Linked DNA regions of Zea mays: region 1 is linked to region 2. The links are chromatin contacts, called in public Hi-C maps. All regions are on one chromosome and are shown on one strand. Each heading gives the region's core, a stretch centred on a gene start, on an enhancer-like site or on the middle of the called end of the contact. The rest is flanking DNA. Distances are from core to core; before and after follow the strand shown.

The links. A called contact is a pair of places that touch in the nucleus more often than the background predicts.
Region 1: a contact with region 2 is called in a Hi-C map of ear, with 3 times the contacts expected there. The contact joins the enhancer-like site here to the promoter of LOC100274887 in region 2. A contact is called at or near these places in 7 of 25 Hi-C or Micro-C datasets (ear, leaf, root tip and 1 more).

What each region holds. Positions count from the first base shown.
Region 1 is chr8:173,880,399-173,885,379 of Zm-B73-REFERENCE-NAM-5.0, reverse strand. No RefSeq gene overlaps it. Among protein-coding and RNA genes, the nearest start is that of LOC103636474, 28 kb to the left of the region's middle. Within about 2 kb of position 2,614, at least 18 of the 20 cell types and tissues checked have an H3K27ac peak or open chromatin away from gene starts, as enhancers often do. A contact at or near this core is called in ear, leaf, root tip and 1 more, where this site is marked.
Region 2 is chr8:173,829,440-173,834,246 of Zm-B73-REFERENCE-NAM-5.0, reverse strand. It overlaps LOC100274887, which reads left to right and starts at 1,631. Exons shown (of 1, transcript NM_001149146.1): 1 at 1,631-2,657. The coding sequence starts at 2,011. The coding sequence ends at 2,493.

The DNA of each region.
Region 1 (4,981 bases), core at 1,365-3,864, 50 kb before region 2:
GCGTGTGGCGGAGCTTCGGCCATAGTTTAATTGAACAGAGAGACGCTAGGGAGGGGGAAGGGCGCTCACCGGAGCAAGGCAGGGGCACGGCGGCGCTTGCTGGAACAGCTCGGGGAGGAGGGCAGCGAGGATGGCTGGTGTTGTGTGGCGAAGACGGGGCTCGAGCGGGCCCTTTTATAGGCGCTCGGGGGAGGGAGGGGGATGGGGGAGACGGCGAGCACCGGCGAGCTCGCCATGGGTACGGGAATGGCGCTAACGCCGATTGGGACGGCTCGGGCAGGCTGAGGGGGTGAGTGGTCGGCTCAAGCACAGTGGCGGGGTTGTCGCGGGGGCTGGCGGGCATTAATGGCGAGGCGACAAGGCGAGGGGCGCTCGGCGGCGATCGCGCCGGTGAGGGATGGGCGAGGGAGAAGGAGCTGACAGGTGGGGTCGGGCTGCCAGTGAGAGAGGTCCGCGCAAGAGAGAGAGCGGGGAGGCGCTGACGGGCGGGGCCCGGAAGTCAGGGGGCGGGAGTGGCGCGCGGTTTGGGCCGCCTGGGCCGGGAGAGAGGGGGGAGAAGCGGCGCGCGCGAGCTGGGCTGGGATTCGGCCCAGCCGAGGGAGGGGAGAGGGGTTTTCCCTTTTCCTTTTCTTAATCTATTTCTTTTTTGTTTTTCTTTTCTACTTTTGTGTCTTTTTGCTCCTTTTTCTCTTAACAAAAATTCTCTAAATGAACTTGGTGATAAATATGGTCTATGTGAGGTGCTTCAAATCATTTTAAGTGCATGCATATGATTTGGGTGACCTAGGGGTAGGGTTAAGGGATTAGAATAAAATGGGGGAGGGGAATTAGGGGGGGGGGGTTAGGGTTTCAAACCTGGGTTGAAATTTTGGGATGTTACACGGATCAATTCTCTATTGCGACTCAGTGTAAGGCGTAGTTAATGCGGTTGGCCATTTTTAGCGGGTGAGTCTCGGTCCAGGCGAGAATTCTACTCGAGTGGTTTTCCTTTTGGTTCGCTTGGTCCTCCTCTATAACTCTGTCACTCCCGACTTCGGGCTCGGTGCCTCGAGGTTTATTCGGGTGTGGGTACTTTAAGGTAGTCGGTTCCCCTATTCCCTTGCTGACAGACAGGTGGTCCTAGGTAGTCGGAGGTCCTCCTCCATGTGTTCTCTCTAACTAGTGGGCCCCAGAGGCCCGAGGATCTTTTCCCTCACAACTAGTGTTTCATCGCTTGAATCCACACCCATTATATATGTAAATTATTGTTTTATACACTCTATATTGATCACATGACTAGTTTATTGCATGTTATTTGAGGAAATGTTTTGTTTTGAAACCTATACATAATAAAGCAATCTATATAAAGTAAAACTCCTACTATCTAAAGACGACTAAATAGAATCTATACATGTGGTACAACATGACTTATGTGATGGTTTTTCATATTCCCATCTTTCTATGTACTCATAAAATGTCAAATCCTCTTTGCATATACTAAGGTTTGATATAATGCAAACAACAATTTAAATGAATAATAAGCATAACTACGAGCAATAAAATAACCGAAACAAAATTGAAGTATGATCTCAATATCCCCAAATACATCATCAATAAAAAGATAATATTTTAAAAATACTTTTACATCATTCTAATTAAAAATAAATCATGACGTACCCTCTCCATAATCACTGTCATACTCTTTAAAGCCATCTAAATAATTGCTATCATCACCAGAGATCATTTCCTCCTCCTATTCCTTCTACTCATTCTACTCATATGAACCCACATCAAAGTCATTGTTAGCAATGCCTATTGAACATCACATTGATTCACCGACTACCATTGGAGAAGGATTAAGTGGTTCCTAAATCAATTGACTGTCCAAATGTCCAATACCATATTTACTAGTGTTGCATCCACATGGACCCCATATTAAAGCAGGGAGCAAATGCGCAAAACCGGACGTCCACTTCATCTTACCTGTTCTCAGCCGTTCGATTTGGTAGCAACGACAAGAAAACAACGCCATCGCTCTTCTCCGGATGTCTCTGGAATTCAGCAGACTACCTTCCACAGTTCCACGTGTGACGCACGGCCGATATGAGGAGTGCCACGTCATTTGTTAGTGTGCGGCTAGCCTGTCATGTTGGCCAACCACACTAAAGTGCTGTTTGGTTCAAAAAATATAACACAAATGATAATAGTAATAATTTACGTTCGATTACTGGCGGTAACAAATTTAAATAGACTGATATCAAATTTTAGTGTGGTATCTGATTACGATTGGACTAAAACAAACATGATTTAACGTTATCTGTTACCCATTACGTCACAAATATGTGAACCATACGGCACCTAAATGCGTCAGTACAATTGTTCGATTTGGTTATGGTAGGGAGACCAGTGCCGTCATATAGATTAGTTCTAAGAAATAATACACTTATATTATTTTTAAAAGTAGTTTAAAAAGGATTAAAGATTAAAAAAATCATTGCTAATAACAAAGCTTCATTGCACAGCAGTCTGGCACGCAAATTAATGTCAACGTTGACGATATTGCAGCCTAGGACGGTCACTCTTCTAGCCCATCAACCATCGGGTAGCGAGTCTGTTCTCTTGCTGATGCTGGCCCAGCCCATGAACGAAAGAAAACGTCAATACGTACGTGCCTTAGGTACCCACTAGCTCGTGGATGTTAATGGCCAGTTGGCCACGACCGACAGGCCTCCTAACGGCCAACCCATGGAATCTAGGAGGTTTGGATCCATAGCAATCCAGGAAATTTTTTTTGCCACACTGTCCCTTTCCCTTTTTTAATTACGCATGATCATGAAATCCGATTTTATCTCTTTATTACTTGACGAAATGACGATCCTGCTGAGGACTACCGTGATTTCACATTCCCTATCATTTTTTTCTTTTCTTTTCTAACGTTACGATTTACGAACCCAGATATATTCAGATGGCGCTTAACGGGACGTCGCCACAGTGAGGAGCACGTGGTTGACGGCTTGACGCACAACCACACGGTGGCGCAATAAAACACCAAAGTTGTCCGTTTGGTTTGGTTTTAATCCGAAAAGACTTATTTATTTTTATAGATTTTGTCTATGTGGATTGTAGCTGCAGCAGATTAAATAACTGGTTTTAATTCACAGCGAACACAAAATCAGTCCATCGCTGAAAATTATAGATGTCCAAACAGGCCACCCGGCACGGACCCGGCTCGAACCCGTTTCGACCCGGCACGGCCCGTTGATGCTTCGGGTCGGGTCGGGCTGGCCTACGTGCCTAGGGACATGCCTAAACCCGGCACGCACAGGGAAAAATCGTGCGGGGCCAACCCATTGGCCCGGTGGGCCTCAACGTACCGGGCCGGCCACTGGCCCGAACCAACAGTAGAGCGGTATATAAATATATACATTTAACAGAATTAATCATATATAATAAATATTATTTACATATATTAAGGCAACAAAAATATTTATGTATGCATTTTATATTCATGTATGCATTTTATATATGTTTGGGCGCGTATTTAGTATTTACATATTATGAGAGAATTAAATGTATTTATATATTTAGTATTTACATAAATATGCGGACCGCCGTCGGGCCGACCCATTTATCGGGCCGGGCCAGGCCAAAGCACGCGGACCGCCGTATCTGCCCATACCTGGCCCGCTAAACGGGCCGTGCCGGTCCGGGCCCGTAACCGACCGTGTCGGGCCGTGTTTGGACGGGGCTAAATTCGTGTCGTGCCACGGGCCAAACGGGCGGCCCGCACTGTTGGGACATCTATACTGAAAATATACATCGCCCCATTCATAGTCTAATCGGTTTTCAGATTGATCAACGTATAATATATAGTTGTATCTAATATCTTCAACGATGAACATGAATTACACGATACATACAAAATATTAGTAACATTTAATTATGTTAGCACATCGATAAGAAGCTAGTTCACTTACTGTTGGCTGAGCTAACTTTTACATCAACCAACGTCTAGAATAAATTGTAGGACCTTCCTACAATACTTTCATTTCAAAAAAAAGTCTAAAATAAATTCACACTCGAACATAGATGATGTTCAGCTTATTTCCAGCTTCTAGTTATTAGAAACTGTTGTGGACGGCTGAACGTCTAATATTTTACCACATTTTTCAAAAAACATTCAAATAGATTCGAAACCCTATAGACCACTTCATCTTCCTCCACACGTAATTCCCACAATACTCAGATTCATCCCACAGTTAGATCCTTAGAAAAGCAACAATACTCAGATTCATCCCACAGTTAGATCCTTAGAAAAGCTCGTCAGAAAAAGCTGAAACAAGTAGGCTCATAGTGTCTTCAATGATGTACGCGATGCACAAGATATGTTACCAAAGAAGTATCGTTAGGAGCACATACACAACTCACGTCAACGAGGTCTCTCTTGAGACATGTAGCAGCAATGGACTATCCTAGCTATGGGGGATATGATCCCCGGTCCCTAGAGCCCATCGACCAGCGAGCACACCGGGGAAATGGCTTCTACCAACTGGGCCCGATGGTCGATCGGAGGTGACAGGTAATGTCCAGCCTAGAAGAACACGTCCTTGGATGAACCCCGCGACACCGAACTCGAAGTCAGTCGTGGCGAAACGGACAAGGGTCAGGCGTGTTGGAGGGAAACCACTTGAGTGGACCCCGCGCCTGGCCCAAAACCAACCTTTCATAAATGACCGACAGCATTAATCGTGCTTGGTACCGAGCCACAGTAGAGACATCGTTCTGCATCCCACTCATGATCTACAAACCTTTGGGGGTAAAGAGCACTCATGACGTACGAGCCCCTCGGACTGCAGCGCATTTATGGCCCGCAAGTACCCCACCCACTACACACTCATGACCTATCCGGACTAGGCCTGAGTGCGCAGGTCTAGCAGGGCGCAACACGACGAGCCTCACCAAGCCCAGGGCTACGAAGGCCAGGGGTCGGTATAGCCCAAAT
Region 2 (4,807 bases), core at 382-2,881:
GCGCAATAGGGTACACTACGGTCGTACTGTTAGGTCGCATTAGTTTTCTCACAACCGTACGTCATAGTTATAGTTGTGCGTCATAGAAACCATAGAAGCCATCTCTCGTAAAACCCTACCCTTTTGGCATAATTAGTTATTGATACATGCAGTAGTTTTCTATAGTTGTACGTCATAGAACCCACACCTTTTCGAACCAAACATATTTTAGGTTAAGATAAGTGTTAGCTCGCAGTAGTTTTCATACAACTTACAGGTAGAGTTAGATTTTCAGAAATCTATAGCCGAACCAAACAGACCCTTAAATTTTAATAATCTTATTTCAAAAGACGTTGGATTTAAATATGTTAGTTTTTGCCCGTTTGTTGTTCCAGTTTTTTTTTCAGAATTAATCTGAAAAAGTAGAAGTTGTTGATACCTAGCTTTAGCTAGTTTTTGTAACTCAGTCAACTATAAATAAATCCAGATTATTAACAACGGAAGGATCCAAATATCTCCGCCGTTTTATCTAGATTTTAGAAACTAGATGTAAGATCTAACAGTTTATTTATCCTTGTACCCTCTTTAAATTTCACTCTACAACTAGTGCGGTCGTGTTTTGAATTTTCATACGGCTGACACGGTCTAACAATCCGGAAGCGAGCGATCAGTATACGCAGCCAGAAAACCCATAGGAAAAATAGCGTAGCGTAGCGCGCGCGCGCGCAAAAGACGACGGCACACCCTGCCTGGCCGCCGTACTGCTGCAGGTCTGCAGCACTGCGACTGACCACGACCTGCACAGGCAACGCAGTCGTCTGTCGTCCCGTCCCAGCGCTCGATCGGGTACCCACCCACCCACATTCCCGAGAAAACGTCCCCCGAAATGGACAATGATTGGTGGCGGCGCGCCGCACCGTCCATGCCGGACACGTCGCGTCCCATGTCGTCATGCCTCGGGCAACGGGCACGCCGGGGCAGGCCCCACTCTGTCCCCTATCCTTCCGCGAGCACCGCCGCCCCGTCCCGCCAATTCCATGGGTCTGTTTGGTTCAATTTTTTTTACCAGCTTTTCTGAGAATCTGACTGTGTAGAGAATTTAAGTATTATTAGGATTACGTGCGAAGAAAGATAAACTTGTCCATAGGACTCAGGATCTAGAAAGTGACGGATTACTACTATTACAATAACTCAACCAATTATGTGTTTATGTTGATTTTGAATGATTTTTATCTAAACGAATTTTATAAAAGCTGGCTAAAAAGTTAAGTGTTTGGTTCAGCTTCTAGCTTCTGATGGCCAGAAGCCCCCAAGAAGCTGAACCAAACCGGGGCCATGTCTCCCCGTCGCGTCGCGTCGCCTTGTCTGGGAGCTCCAGCACTCAGCAGTTCATCGCGGCCCTTGCTAGCTGCCAGCCTCAAAAGAACTGCGAGCTCGGCCACCTCTCGCTCTGCTTTTATTACTTTTCCATCTCCAGCCTCGGCTAGATCCTGCTTGCTCGCTTCCACTGTAAATATAAATATTCTCCGGTCACCATCACCGGCGCAAGGCAACAAGAATATACCGTCTCGTCTCCTGTTGCTCTGGGCTCCGGTTCCCCTCCCTGCTTGCTTTAAAGCTGCAAAGCCCTTGGCGGCTCCGGCTCCTGGTCATATAGAAGAGCGGAGGCCGATCCGTGACCGTGAGCACTCTGCTCTCTGCTGCTCGCTTCTCTCATCCGATCCATGCCACCATAGCGGTCAAATAGACTAGGTCGACCAGCCTTTTTCTTTCAGAGCCTTGTGTCTCCCTTTGCCTCTTTTTCTTTTCTGCTGTGTTCCCAGCTCGCAGCCCTTCCATGCTCTTGTCACATACACTCGCACGCAGGCCGGCCTTTGAGCTGAGACCGCCGAGAGGCATAGCACAGGCACCACCACACACCACCGCACCAGCCCTTGCCGCGTATAAAACGTCTCGTGCGTAGGCGGCGGCGACTAGCTAGGCTGTCCCCGTCACGCATACGCTACGCGCACACTATATTGGGGGGGTTGCATGATCAGGCATCATCCGACCGACGGCATGAGGAGGAAAGGGAGCGACTGTACACGGATCAGCCCAGCCGAGATCACGCCCATGATCTCCCTGCCGTCCACCAGGCGGTCCGCGGGCCGGACGGCGTCGGCGCCGGACCGGGACCGGGAGGAGGAGCGACCTCGGCAACGGCGAGTGCGAGGCGCGTGCGGCTCTCGCCTGCTGCGGACCGCGCGGTGGACGGCCGCGCGCTTCTACAGGCGAGCGCGGGTAAGCATCGCCAGGGCGTTTCGGCCCCCGTCGACGACGGCGGCCAAGAGAGCACAAGCAGGCGCCGGCGCCGCTTCGCCCGACTGCGGCACGCCGGCGAGGCGGCGTAGTAGCAGGCGGCAGCAGCAGTCGTCCGCGCCGACGACGGTCGTCGTCGTCGATGACTCGCACAAGAGCGAAGCGGTGGAGGAGTGCATCAGGTTCATGAACTCGTCGTCGAGGAAGTACCGGTAGAGTCTCTGGAGGTTCCGTGTGCGCGCGGATGCTAGCGGCCTCGTTCTTGTATTTGTTCCTTCCTCTTTTCTATCTCTCTCTCTCTCTTTTTGCCTTTCATCTGTATGCGCATCTGTTCTGATGTACTTGAGAAACATACTGGTTACTTTCATCTTTTGCGTGCCCGGCCTGAAATCTCGTATTGCTAGTTCTATTTTACATTTGAGCGAAACAGCATTTTTCATCTTATTAAGCAGTTATTTGCATTGTGTAACTAGCAGATACTTATTTCAGCCACCATATTACGGTTACAGATATTTTATATAGTATGATCTCACTCTCTTATCCAAATTGATCCAGGATATCTCGCTACCTATAGTTAACTACTAGCTCACACGATCCTTTTATATGGGAGTTAATTTTTCCTCCCTCATGCGTGCCCACAGCCCACGTCAAGAGTTGTGGGGAGTCGTGTGACGTGACCAACGAGCTCTTCCTCAAACCTCCTCTGACCAACGGAGAACGGTCAAAATTCATTTATTACTATTATCCTGTCCTCTTTAATTTTAGTCGCAAATACTCGCAACATGCATGTTATCACCATGATTAGACCACTGTTGTTTCTTTCTTTCGAGGGGAAGAAAAGAAGCATATCTATCATCCCACAACCATGTACAGTGTCGAATCATCACTTTGTTCCTCCCGCAACTCTGGTTTTGCAGTTGGTTATGATGGCTGTCGGAGGTAAACTCCAGCTGGTCGCCCGAGGAGGTCAACTTTAGCCGGTTGGCGAAGAGCACCCGTCTAATTTTAAGAACAAAGGGATACGCGAGAATCTAGAGTGGTTCAGGTTGTCGGAGCGTAATATCATACATCCGCTTTTGAGTTGTATCGCTGGGAGCTCCCATGCTTGTGAGTTTTGAGTGTGAAATTGAGAGAGCTTGTCCCCTTGTATCGTATGTGCCCTCCCTTTTATAGTCATGGGGACACGTACAAGGATGCTGAGCTCCAACAAGTTTGCCCGACAATATAGTATTAAATAACATACAACATCGAGCTTTAAATGATGCGTCAGACAAAGATCTTCTCACTCGGTCGTCGTGCGGATCTTTCGACCAGATGTGCCTCCGTCCTGTCTACCGGCTCGAGTCGGCACCGAAGGAGAGTCTGTTACGTTGACGTGTGTAGGGGTCAGCCATACTGACATGCACATGAGTTAATGGTGACAGAGGTGAACTGCCGCCTCTAGTCGGCGCTGCAGTGGGTGCACTACTCGAGCCAACGGTTACTCATGATGACGCCACCCACGCGCGTGGCATAACTGCTCGCCTCGGTAACCCGTGGTACATTGTGCGACCTATGTGCACTATGCTGACACGCAACCGCTCGCCTAGTTAACGCGTGGTGCGGTCATTCGAACCTGCGCCTCAACCGTCTACGTTGAATGTGGGTGGACGAGCTTGCTTTTAGCCAAAGGCTTGTGCCACATGCCCATGGGCCACGCGGCAGCACCGAACCTCTATCCATGCGGAGAGCGATGACCCAGAGCACACGATATGGCCTGAAGTCTTGGGTCCCCTTGTTAGGGGTCCAGATGAAATACATAGAGTCTGGGACCCTTCTGTGGGGGCCCGAACGGTACATGTTGAGGTCCAGGACCCACCTATGGGGCCCGGACGACATACGTGGGGTTCGGGTCACACCAGCGGGGTTCTAGACTCATAGCAGTAGTTCTTGAGCACTTGCACCCCTAGGACACATGGCGACATCAGATCTGTCCGGCTGTCCCCGAGCGAGGAGCAGGTCCCGAGGCCAATGGTCCCGTTAAATGGGTCCGGACCCATAAGCCTGACTTCTCAGTTCCTCAGTGTGTGGTTACAGGTAACCACACAGGTATCTAGCCTTGGCACAGTAAAAGAGGGTACCGCAATTACGGCGTACTGACAATGGTACAATGTGTCCTCTATACTAGATACAACTTCGCTCATCATCGAATCTAATAGGATGTCCCCACACACTACTAATCTTATTGGCAATCATCTTGGTAACCGCCTTCATGGTGAAGGTCGATACCTTGGCCTACAGACACCATACAATCCAAGAATTACCGGATGGGTACGATTCCATATCCATCCCTTTTTCGAGGATTGAGAAAACCATTCGATTTATCATTTAGGTGAAGAGGATTATTGCTAGGAAGTGGAGTGTAGGTATGATGTTGCATTCTATTCTAAGTTTGTATGTGACTATGTTGTTGTACTAGGATATAGTGTGAAGTGAACATTATTTTTCTTAGTTTGTACTAGAATCTAGAGTGAAGTGAATAATATTCTCC